Regions from separate parts of the Sus scrofa genome. Here all the other regions are linked to region 2. A link is a contact called in public Hi-C data. All regions are on one chromosome and are shown on one strand. The core of a region is the stretch at or near the end of the contact, and the rest is flanking DNA. Distances in the headings are between cores, read along the strand shown.

Region 1 (2,761 bases), core at 152-2,651, 71 kb before region 2:
AATGGCTACCTCTGGGGTGGGAAAGTGCCTATGAGTTTGGAACTTCAATACACTGCAGGTGCAAAAAACAAACAAAACAAAACAAAGCAAAGCAAAGCAAAACAAAACAAAAAACACAAATGATTTGCCAGATAAATAGAAATCCTTTTTATCCAAATCTTGAAGTCACTGCTCCAAAAAGATGCAACATTTCTCTCTTTCACTGTTGAGAGGAGTAAAGTGGCTTACAGTCACTCACAAACATATGCAATGATATACTATCACAGGGTTCTATATTCATATAATTAAAATCACACATATTCAGTTCAGAGTCATGCAGTTTCTCAGTCAATAAGCCTGTTCACACAGTGATCCACATTCACAATATCCACAGAAAGCACACATAAGAAAAGCATATCTTCCAAAACCTCACCTTAATTTTAAGTCATACTCACAGATAAAAACATATAATCTCATAACTAAAGTCAGAGTCTCATGGACCTCAAAAATGTATTATTACATAATTCAATAGTCACAAAAACACTCAAACTTTTTACTACCTATTCCCAAAGAGTCTGGGAAAGAAAATTTTATTAGGAGACTAAAACACATATTCAAACTTCATTCCCAAGGTGCCCAGACAGCCAGGGAAAGAACCATTCCACCCCCAGCCCAGGAATTTCCACATGCCTTAGGTGCGACCCTAGAAAGGAAAAAAAAAAAAAAAAAAGACTTTTTTATGGGCCCCTAAAAGTACTGTGGGCCCTAGACATTTTTCCTACTGTGTCTACTGGATGAGTCGGCTTCTCTAATATGCCTTTGGCAAAAGTTTGCCACACCTGGCCTCCAAAGGAGAGAAAGACAAGTGACGGCACAAGAATTTCAGGTGGGGATGGAGGAGTGGGGAGGAAGGGTGCTTAACAAGTTTTATCATATCTCAAAATCTGAAACATTAACCATTTTCATATCCACACTAGGAAACAAACCACAAGCAAAAACACAACCCCATCTACATGGTTACAGACCTATAATGGGTCCCACAATGTCACCGAGAATGAAAACGCCAACACCTACACACGCCCAGGCGTCCTTTCTTTAAACAAATGCACACTTAACGCCAGCTGTGCTCCCGGCGCTACTGCAGGTGCTGATGCTACCTTGGTGGGGAATGAAAGATTCAAGTCCACAGAGCTCATACCCAGGGGACCGCCGCACCCAGGAGCCTGCCGCCTCCTCCTGCACGCAGGTTTGAGACTCTCAAGTTCCTCAGCGCCTGCTCGGCCTCCTACCGCCTGGACTCAGATCCCACTCGCCCTTCCACGCGGGACCACCGGAAACCACCACCCTCCCGAATTCTGGTCTTTCTCCGCGAAGCGCAGCCACACGCCTGCGCCTGCGCACCGCGGGTCTCCGGCGCCAGGCCCTTGCGGGCGGGACTGCATTTCCCAGAAGGCACCGGGCTGACAGCAACCTCGGTCCCCGGGTCCTCTTCCGGTGGCCGAGCAGCTGTGGTACCTACGTGGTAAGTAGATCATATCCATAGATAAAAATCGGCGAAGGCTTCCACAATCCCCGACTGCAGCTGACAGGAACCCGCGGTTGGGGGGACAGGTGCTCAAGGCGAGGATGCTTTGGGCGCGGACAGGGCGTGTCGGGCCTCGAGCCTCGGGCCCTTGTCTGCCTGAACAGCAGAGATTTTTATGCCTGCGGAGAGTGTGTGGGTGTGTGTAGACGTGTCTTCTTGACGATGTGCCCGTCATTATTTAACTGGGAGGTTGTTATTTAACTGCATGGCATATGGATGAGCGAAGTTTGTGTGGCCGTGAGGGCTGTCACTGGAACTCCAGGCTCTAGCTCGGCAGATTCCTCAGCCCTCTCGCCTCACAGCCACTTGGGGTCTGAACCCGGTAAAGGGTGAAAGCCAGATGCTGAGGTTTAGAATGAAATAATGGAGGATCCCAGCGAGAAGACACAGATTCGATCATGAGATGAGATTTCCTGAAGTTGGTTGAAGCCCCAAGACAGGCCTTTGGGAAGACTTGATGATGAGGTCCCAGGAGTAGGATTCCCTCCTTGGAAGGACCCCCCTTGAAAGTTCCAAGGGGTCCGGCTGTATGTTTCACAACCACAGCATTTCTGGCCCCAGGAACCTACTGTGAACTAGACATCAATGACCCTGGCCTCTCTTATACTGGGGAAAGTCAACACTGTTCCACTCCCCTTTCTACTCCCATCTGGTTGTGTGTGATGGCCTGGGTGAGAGGGTCTGGTCATGGAGGGAGGGTGTTTTGTAAATGAATATGCAGTCCAAGAAAATCCTGATGGCTCATGATTGCCTTCTTTTTTCCCAGTGCTGCTGGTCTCTTAAATTTAAAAAAGGATCCTGAGAGAGGAAAGAATTTTTGTTACACATCTAAAAGTTTAAGTTCAGGTGAGTTGTTTCCTCATTATTCATAAAACACACTTTAATTTTAAAGGCATGAATCCATCTTTTCCTTCTGCTGAAATGTCCTGCCTAATAGTGACATATCTATAAATTGCAGGGCCATGCAGATGAATCACCCTTATCAGGGTCCCCAAGCCCTTCTCTCCATAATTAATTTAACCCATGTTCTACGATTAGCTATTATGTTTCTATTGTTGGCTAAAAACTAATGTACTAAACTAGTCTTTAATGAACATCATTATGCATAGGTCTTTATGTCCTTTTACAGTCCTAAGCTAAGGATGAACTTACTAGTTTGAAATTTGAGTCAAATACCAGACATTTATACTTGTACTC
Region 2 (3,002 bases), core at 321-2,820:
AGAAGGAAGACCCACAATAGACACTACTAGTCAAGATATTTCAGGCCAAAGAAAGCAAATATTCTTATGATCTAAAAACCAAAGGTAAAAACAAAGCAACTGTCTGAATAAAAAGAAAACACAAATTCATCTGAACCCTGATACTTTACTATGCAACAGTTCTTTCCTCCTCCCCCTCAGGGTCCTTCTCTGAAACCCCACAGCAATGCCAGGGCCAGGGGGTGGGGGTTTCGGGGAATCCTAAGACATCAGTATTTCTTGGAACACCAACAGACTTAATTAAAAACAAGCAAAACAAAACATAAACAAGACACTCTCCAGGGCCACATCTGCCTTCATCCACATGTAAACAAACGGAATTAAAAGGGAAGCTGGAAATATGGATGGAATTAGATTATCATACTAAGTAAAGGAAGAAAAACAAAAATACCCTATGATATCACTTACATGTGGAACTAAAATATGACACAAATGAACCTATCTACAAAACAGAAGCAGACTCACAGAGAACAGACTTGTGTTTGCCTAAAGGGAGAAGGGGGAGGGGAGGGATGGAGTGGGAGTCTAGGGTTAGCAGATGCAAACTACTATACAAAGGATGGATAAACAACGAGGTCCTACTGTAGAACACAGGGAACTATAATCAATACCCTGAAATAAATCATAATGGAAAAGAATATGAAGAGGAATGCATATGTAAAGATATATATAACTGAGTCACTTTGCTGTACAGCAGAAATTCACACACCATTTATATCAACTATACTTCAATTTCTAACAAAAAAAAATGAGGAGGAAAAAGGGAAGCTGGAATTGACAGCAATTCTTGGGAGCAGAGGTCTGGTGGTAAAGACTCTGAAACATGGAGCAGGCCCTCAAGGAGGTAATTTTTCCTACCTTTGAGACCTCCGCACCATGTCTTCCCAGAAGGCTGCCACGAGGACTCTTCTAGATGTCAAATTTTCATCCCAATACTAGATCTGTGCCTTCCTGCTGGACGTACATTCTAGGGCTTCCTACAGGACTTCCTGTCTTACGGTCACTTAACTTTAGCAACCCCTAACAGAGTCTAGAGGGAACCCAGAGCCTCGGGCCAAAGCAAACCACACCGACAAACAAGGCCACGCTTTTCATCATCCCATCACACATCCCCAGCCGCAGACACCGTTACAGAGACATCCCCCCCGGCCTTGTAACGCCGTCTGTCACACACAACCTCTCAGCCGCTCGCTCAAACACGGGCTTGAGGATCCAGGCACGACACGCCCTATCCGCGCCCGGGGCCTTCTCACTTCTAGCGCCTCGCGGTGTCACGCCCACCCTTCCTGCAGGTTTTGATCCCGCTCTGAAGTCAACTGAGCCCTCCCACCCCCACCTGGCGCTGACTACTTCCAGGGACACGACCAACTCACCGCGCAGAGTCCAAAAACCTTGAAGACACGGGAAAGGGACGCAGAAACAGAGGTTGGTTTGGGCCCAGAGGCTCATGGGAAATAAGAGCCGGAAAATCCTCAGAGGCTCGGCGCTTCTAAGCGCTCTTCTCAGGCAAACTCGCCCCGCCCCGAGAAGACCTGTGCCCGGAGATTTCTGGGAAATGTAGTCCTCGGCAGGCAAACCCCGAAAGCTGGGAACCTGGACCTTCAGAATGCTCCCGACATGCAACTCTGCTCCGCCTCTCAGAGGCAATGTTTTCCGAAGCGCAAGCGGATCTCTGCTGCGCGGTCTTTGCTGGAGGGATTAGTTCGGGTCTTGGGCGACCCTGTGGCTCACTTGACTTTGGTGTGGCTGAGGGTGAATTAAGACGTTCTCAAAGAAGACTGAGGAACGCATTCGGGAGTCCAGAACGGGTGGAGGTGGGAATGGGGGCGGGGATGACTAGGGACTTAGGCCTCAGTGAGCGGGGGTATCCGGGATAAAATCCATGGAAGTGACCCTGAGTGGTGCCACGAGCTTACCTGTGTACAAGAGACTGGAGCAAGGTCTGGCAGTTGAAAAGATGAAGGTGTCTTGCTTTGGGTGAGCTTGTGGATCCGATTCGGGGTCTGGAACCCTGTGTACAGTTGTTTATATTCGCAGGACAGTTTTTACAAATTTGAATCTTTGTTTTGTTAGATATGAGGCAGTTTTTATTAGAGGTTATACACCATTGCTGGAAAGCAACGAAAAGTGGTCGCGAATGGACATTGTGAACAGGGGGACCTGTGAGAAGGTCTCTGTAGGACTGAGACTTGAGGAGGTCTGTGGCTTTGTGTGTTTCTGTTAATGTAATTGAAGATGAAAATATTTGTAAGCTGTTTTTTTCTAACTGGCTTTTCTTTTGTGTGCATACCATGGTGACTGTGAAAGTGGATCACCATCCTCCAGCTTGGATTGAAAAAGCAAGACACATTCATCTTGTGGAGTATATCTACAGTGGGATAATGCACAGCAGTGAAAATTACTGAATTTAACAAATATGATAAGCAAAGAGCCATAGAAAATACATACATTTTAGATCCATTCATAAAATTTTAAAAAGAGGCAAAACATTTTTTGCATAAGTGGTTCATAATAAAAAACAAAGATATGATAAATAAAATTCAGGAATGTGGAAACTACAAGAAACCAGGAAGATGAAGAGATAAATTTGCAAGCTGATTCAAAGTTATTCGTGTATTCTTTCTTAAGCTGGATTGTATTTACACAATTATATACTTTTAAAATATATTCTTCAGTAATTATAATTTATCTTTGATGAAATTTAAAAAATTTAAATATAGCAATTGAATAACTGTCCTCGTATGATTGTATGAACATGGAAAAAGTCATGGGATATGCATATCATATTTTTAAGTGTTCTACACAAGGGTAGTGTAGGAGCTTGTGAAGGTAAATATGTACAGAGGAGAAACTGATAGGTGATGTAAGAAAAAAAGCCTGTTAAATGCGTAAAATACATATATCTGTTATTTACATGTATATGTGTTAGAAGATACTAAGAAATACCGAGAATCATTATCACA
Region 3 (3,000 bases), core at 460-2,959, 120 kb before region 2:
CCCTTGGTGGCACAGTGGGCTAAGGATCCAGTGTTGCTACTGCAGTGGCTCAGGCCACAGTTGTGGCATATTCAATCCCTGGCCCTGGAATTTCCGAATGCCACAGCCAAAAAAATACAAGATAAAAATACAAAACAAAGACAAAAAAAGAAATATCATTTGTAACAAGCAAAACAAGAGTTCCCTTTGTGGCAGCAGTTAATGAGCCTGACTAGGATCCATGAGGTTGCGGGTTCAATCCCTGGCCTCACTCAGTGGGTTGAGGATCCTGCGTTGCTGTGTAGGGAACCTCCATATGCTATGGACTCAGCCCTAAAATGAAAAAAAAAAAAAAATTCCACAAAAAACTCCAGAAAACCAAGCAAAACAAAATAGTTGATAAAGTTTGTAAAAACTCACTGAAAAGTCTAAGCCCATTTGATTAGATTTTAAGGTCCCTCACAACCAAGTCCTAGCTAGGGTGCCTGATTCCACCTAGTTCCTAAGGCTTAAGGAGAATTACATCCAAGAGATTCTGAACTCAAGCTCTGGACTCAGGCTGCCTGAATTCCAACCCCAACTTGGCCTCCTACTTGGTGGGTGACTATGTGCAAATAATGTACAGCTCCCTAGGTCTCAATCCCATTTTACAGAATAGGGAAAATGCAATGTTTCTTCACGGAGCCATGATGTGGCATAATATACTTACTTGTGCAAAGCCCTCATCATCGAAGTTAGTTTTTTAAAATTTTATTTTACGGCCGCACCCTCGTTCTGAGCCAGGGATTGCAGCTGCGGCAACTACGGATTCTTAACCCACTGCTTCGCAGCCAGAAATCTGAAGTTAATTACCAACAATACCCATGTCCAATTACACGTTCTATATATCCTCTGATTGATGTGCCCACCATTGGAAAAAAAAAAAGGATGTCAAGTTTCATTTACTCCGGGCATTGCTCTCAGTAGCCCAGGAGTCACTCCTTCTACCTCAGTGCAGCCCTTTCTGAGAAATCACGCTGGGGAAAGAAAGAACGCTGTGGAATGCGACGATCGAGTCCCCGTCTCTGATTAAAGTTAAAGCCTCCCCTCCCTTCAAGCAATCTGGAAGCAATCCTCACCTTTCCCTCCAAAAAAGTCAGAATAGGTCCGGGATTATCCAGCATCACACAGGCAAAGACAGAAGGGCAAGAATCACTGAAGCTGGATCTCTGACCCTAACCCGGGGACCTAACCGCTCCAGGGTAAATTAACATCAAGAAGAGATGTTAATTCACTACGTGCCAGGTACTAGTTAAGACGTCAATTTGTACCATCTCTTTTAAGTCCCCAAACGATTGTATCAGGAAAGTCCTAATATCCTAATATTTTAAAGAAAAGCAACAAGAGGCACCAGGAGATTAACTCCCAACGCAAGGAAACAGAAGGGTGCGTGAAAAGTGTAGGGAGGCGGACTGGGCGAGCTGAGAGCAGGAGAACTCTCAATCCTGGGGATACGCAATTAGAGTTCGTGCCCTATCTGGGTAAAGAGACGACTCTCAATGCACAGAGGCTCTGAGTAGGGAATACACACCGCTGTCCTTGCGCCTGGGTACCTGTGCTCTCCGCCAAAGATTCTTTTCCCCTAAATCTGTTGTCAAGTCCTTGCGGCTCCCGAGCAAACATCCAGGAAGTTCAGAAGGGCCAGCTAGACTCGGAACTGACGCACCGCCCCCACAGAAAACACCAGCAAACTAACACTCGGGGAACGGAAGTGCCTACGAGTTCGCGGAGCGGCTGGACTACACTTCCCAGAATGCATCAGACCCCCGGAAGTGCAATTGGTGCGCAGAGGATCTGGACTACACTTCCCAGAATGCACCAGGCACCACCCTCCTCCCACCCACGCCCACGGAAGTGCAAGCGACTACGCGGAGCATCTGGACTACACTTCCTAGAATACCAAGGAAAACCATCGGGAGTCTCACCTTCCAGGTAGACGTGTTGGGGGCGCAGGAAGTTTCTTGCCTCCACTTCCCAGGATGCCAGGGCGGAAAGAATCCCACAGTCCCGACTTCCGTGGTGGTAGTAAGAGTCTGCTCCTGAGTCGTCCCGCGAAGGTATTCCACAGACACGACTTTTTGAAGTAGAAATCCTCCCAATTATGGCAGCAGTATTGTTGGCACGGGAGGGGGGGCGGGGGAGGAAGTGAGGAGATAAAACCTTCAAAAAATTAACTGAGGAATGACTAGGGGACGGTAGGTGATTAAAAGGAGAGTAATTTGAGTATAATCTGACAGTATAAGGCTAAAGAATAGGCGAGGTAGAATGATTTGGGTGGAAAAATGAACGAAGAAGGTATTAACCCAACTCCAGACCCTGTGGTATCACTGGTTTGGCAGGAAAAACAACTTGAAAGGGCCAAAGTGGGAGCCTGTTTTATGGAAAATTGCTTTTCCTTTATTGAGGTTATTACAATACCTACTTTGGAGGTGAAAACATTAAATTTCAGAGAAGTTAAGAAATTGTTGGAATTCCCACTGCGGTGCAGCAGAAACAATCCCTGGGTCTCACTCAGTGGGTCAGGTATCTGGTATTGCCATGAACTGTGGTGTAGGTTTCACACGTCTTGGATCCTGCGCTGCTGTGGCTGTGGTGTAGGCAGAAGTTGTAGCTCTGACTGGACCCCTAGCCTGGGAACCTCCATATGCCAAGGGTTCTGCCCTAAAGACCAAAACAAAAAAAGTACATTAATGGCTAAGGCTACTTCTTTACCTTTAATTAACGGCATTAACAATGCTGAAAATCTTGGCATTGGACTCCCAATGCCAAGGCTGACTCCCAAAGCCTATGATTTGTTTTTTTGTTGTTTTTTTTTTGGCCACCCTGTGGCATATGGAGTTCCCAAACCAGGGATCAGATCCAAGCTGCAATTACAATCAAAACTGCAGCTACAGCAACAATGGATCCTAAACCTTCTGTGCCAGGGCCAGGAATCCCAAAACACTGCCAATCCTGTGCACAGCAGGAACTCCCAAAGCCTAT

Evidence for each region. A called contact is a pair of places that touch in the nucleus more often than the background predicts.
Region 1: a Hi-C map of skeletal muscle shows a contact between it and region 2, with 2.3 times the contacts expected there. The contact joins the promoter of ZNF404 here to the promoter of ZNF283 in region 2. A contact is called at or near these places in 3 of 47 Hi-C or Micro-C datasets (heart right ventricle, liver and skeletal muscle) and 2 of 2 datasets of contacts at active chromatin or transcription factors (alveolar macrophages and skeletal muscle).
Region 3: a Hi-C map of liver shows a contact between it and region 2, with 6 times the contacts expected there. The contact joins the promoter of LOC100737582 here to the promoter of ZNF283 in region 2. A contact is called at or near these places in 1 of 5 promoter capture datasets (liver), 5 of 47 Hi-C or Micro-C datasets (heart right ventricle, liver and skeletal muscle) and 1 of 2 datasets of contacts at active chromatin or transcription factors (alveolar macrophages).

The regions. Positions count from the first base shown.
Region 1 is chr6:50,720,173-50,722,933 of Sscrofa11.1, reverse strand. ZNF404 (zinc finger protein 404) reads left to right here and starts at 1,401. Exons shown (of 5, transcript XM_005655939.3): 1 at 1,401-1,501; 2 at 2,331-2,410. It overlaps ZNF45 (zinc finger protein 45), which reads right to left and starts at 1,314. Exons shown (of 7, transcript XM_021094497.1): 1 at 1,178-1,314.
Region 2 is chr6:50,649,045-50,652,046 of Sscrofa11.1, reverse strand. ZNF283 (zinc finger protein 283) reads right to left here and starts at 1,570. Exons shown (of 4, transcript XM_021094487.1): 1 at 1,413-1,570. The coding sequence starts at 1,488. It overlaps LOC110260998 (a long non-coding RNA gene), which reads left to right and starts at 1,646. Exons shown (of 2, transcript XR_002344676.1): 1 at 1,646-2,236; 2 at 2,347-3,002.
Region 3 is chr6:50,771,594-50,774,593 of Sscrofa11.1, reverse strand. LOC100737582 (zinc finger protein 226-like) reads right to left here and starts at 1,709. Exons shown (of 13, transcript XM_021097546.1): 1 at 1,550-1,709. LOC110260999 reads left to right here and starts at 1,845. Exons shown (of 2, transcript XR_002344680.1): 1 at 1,845-2,075.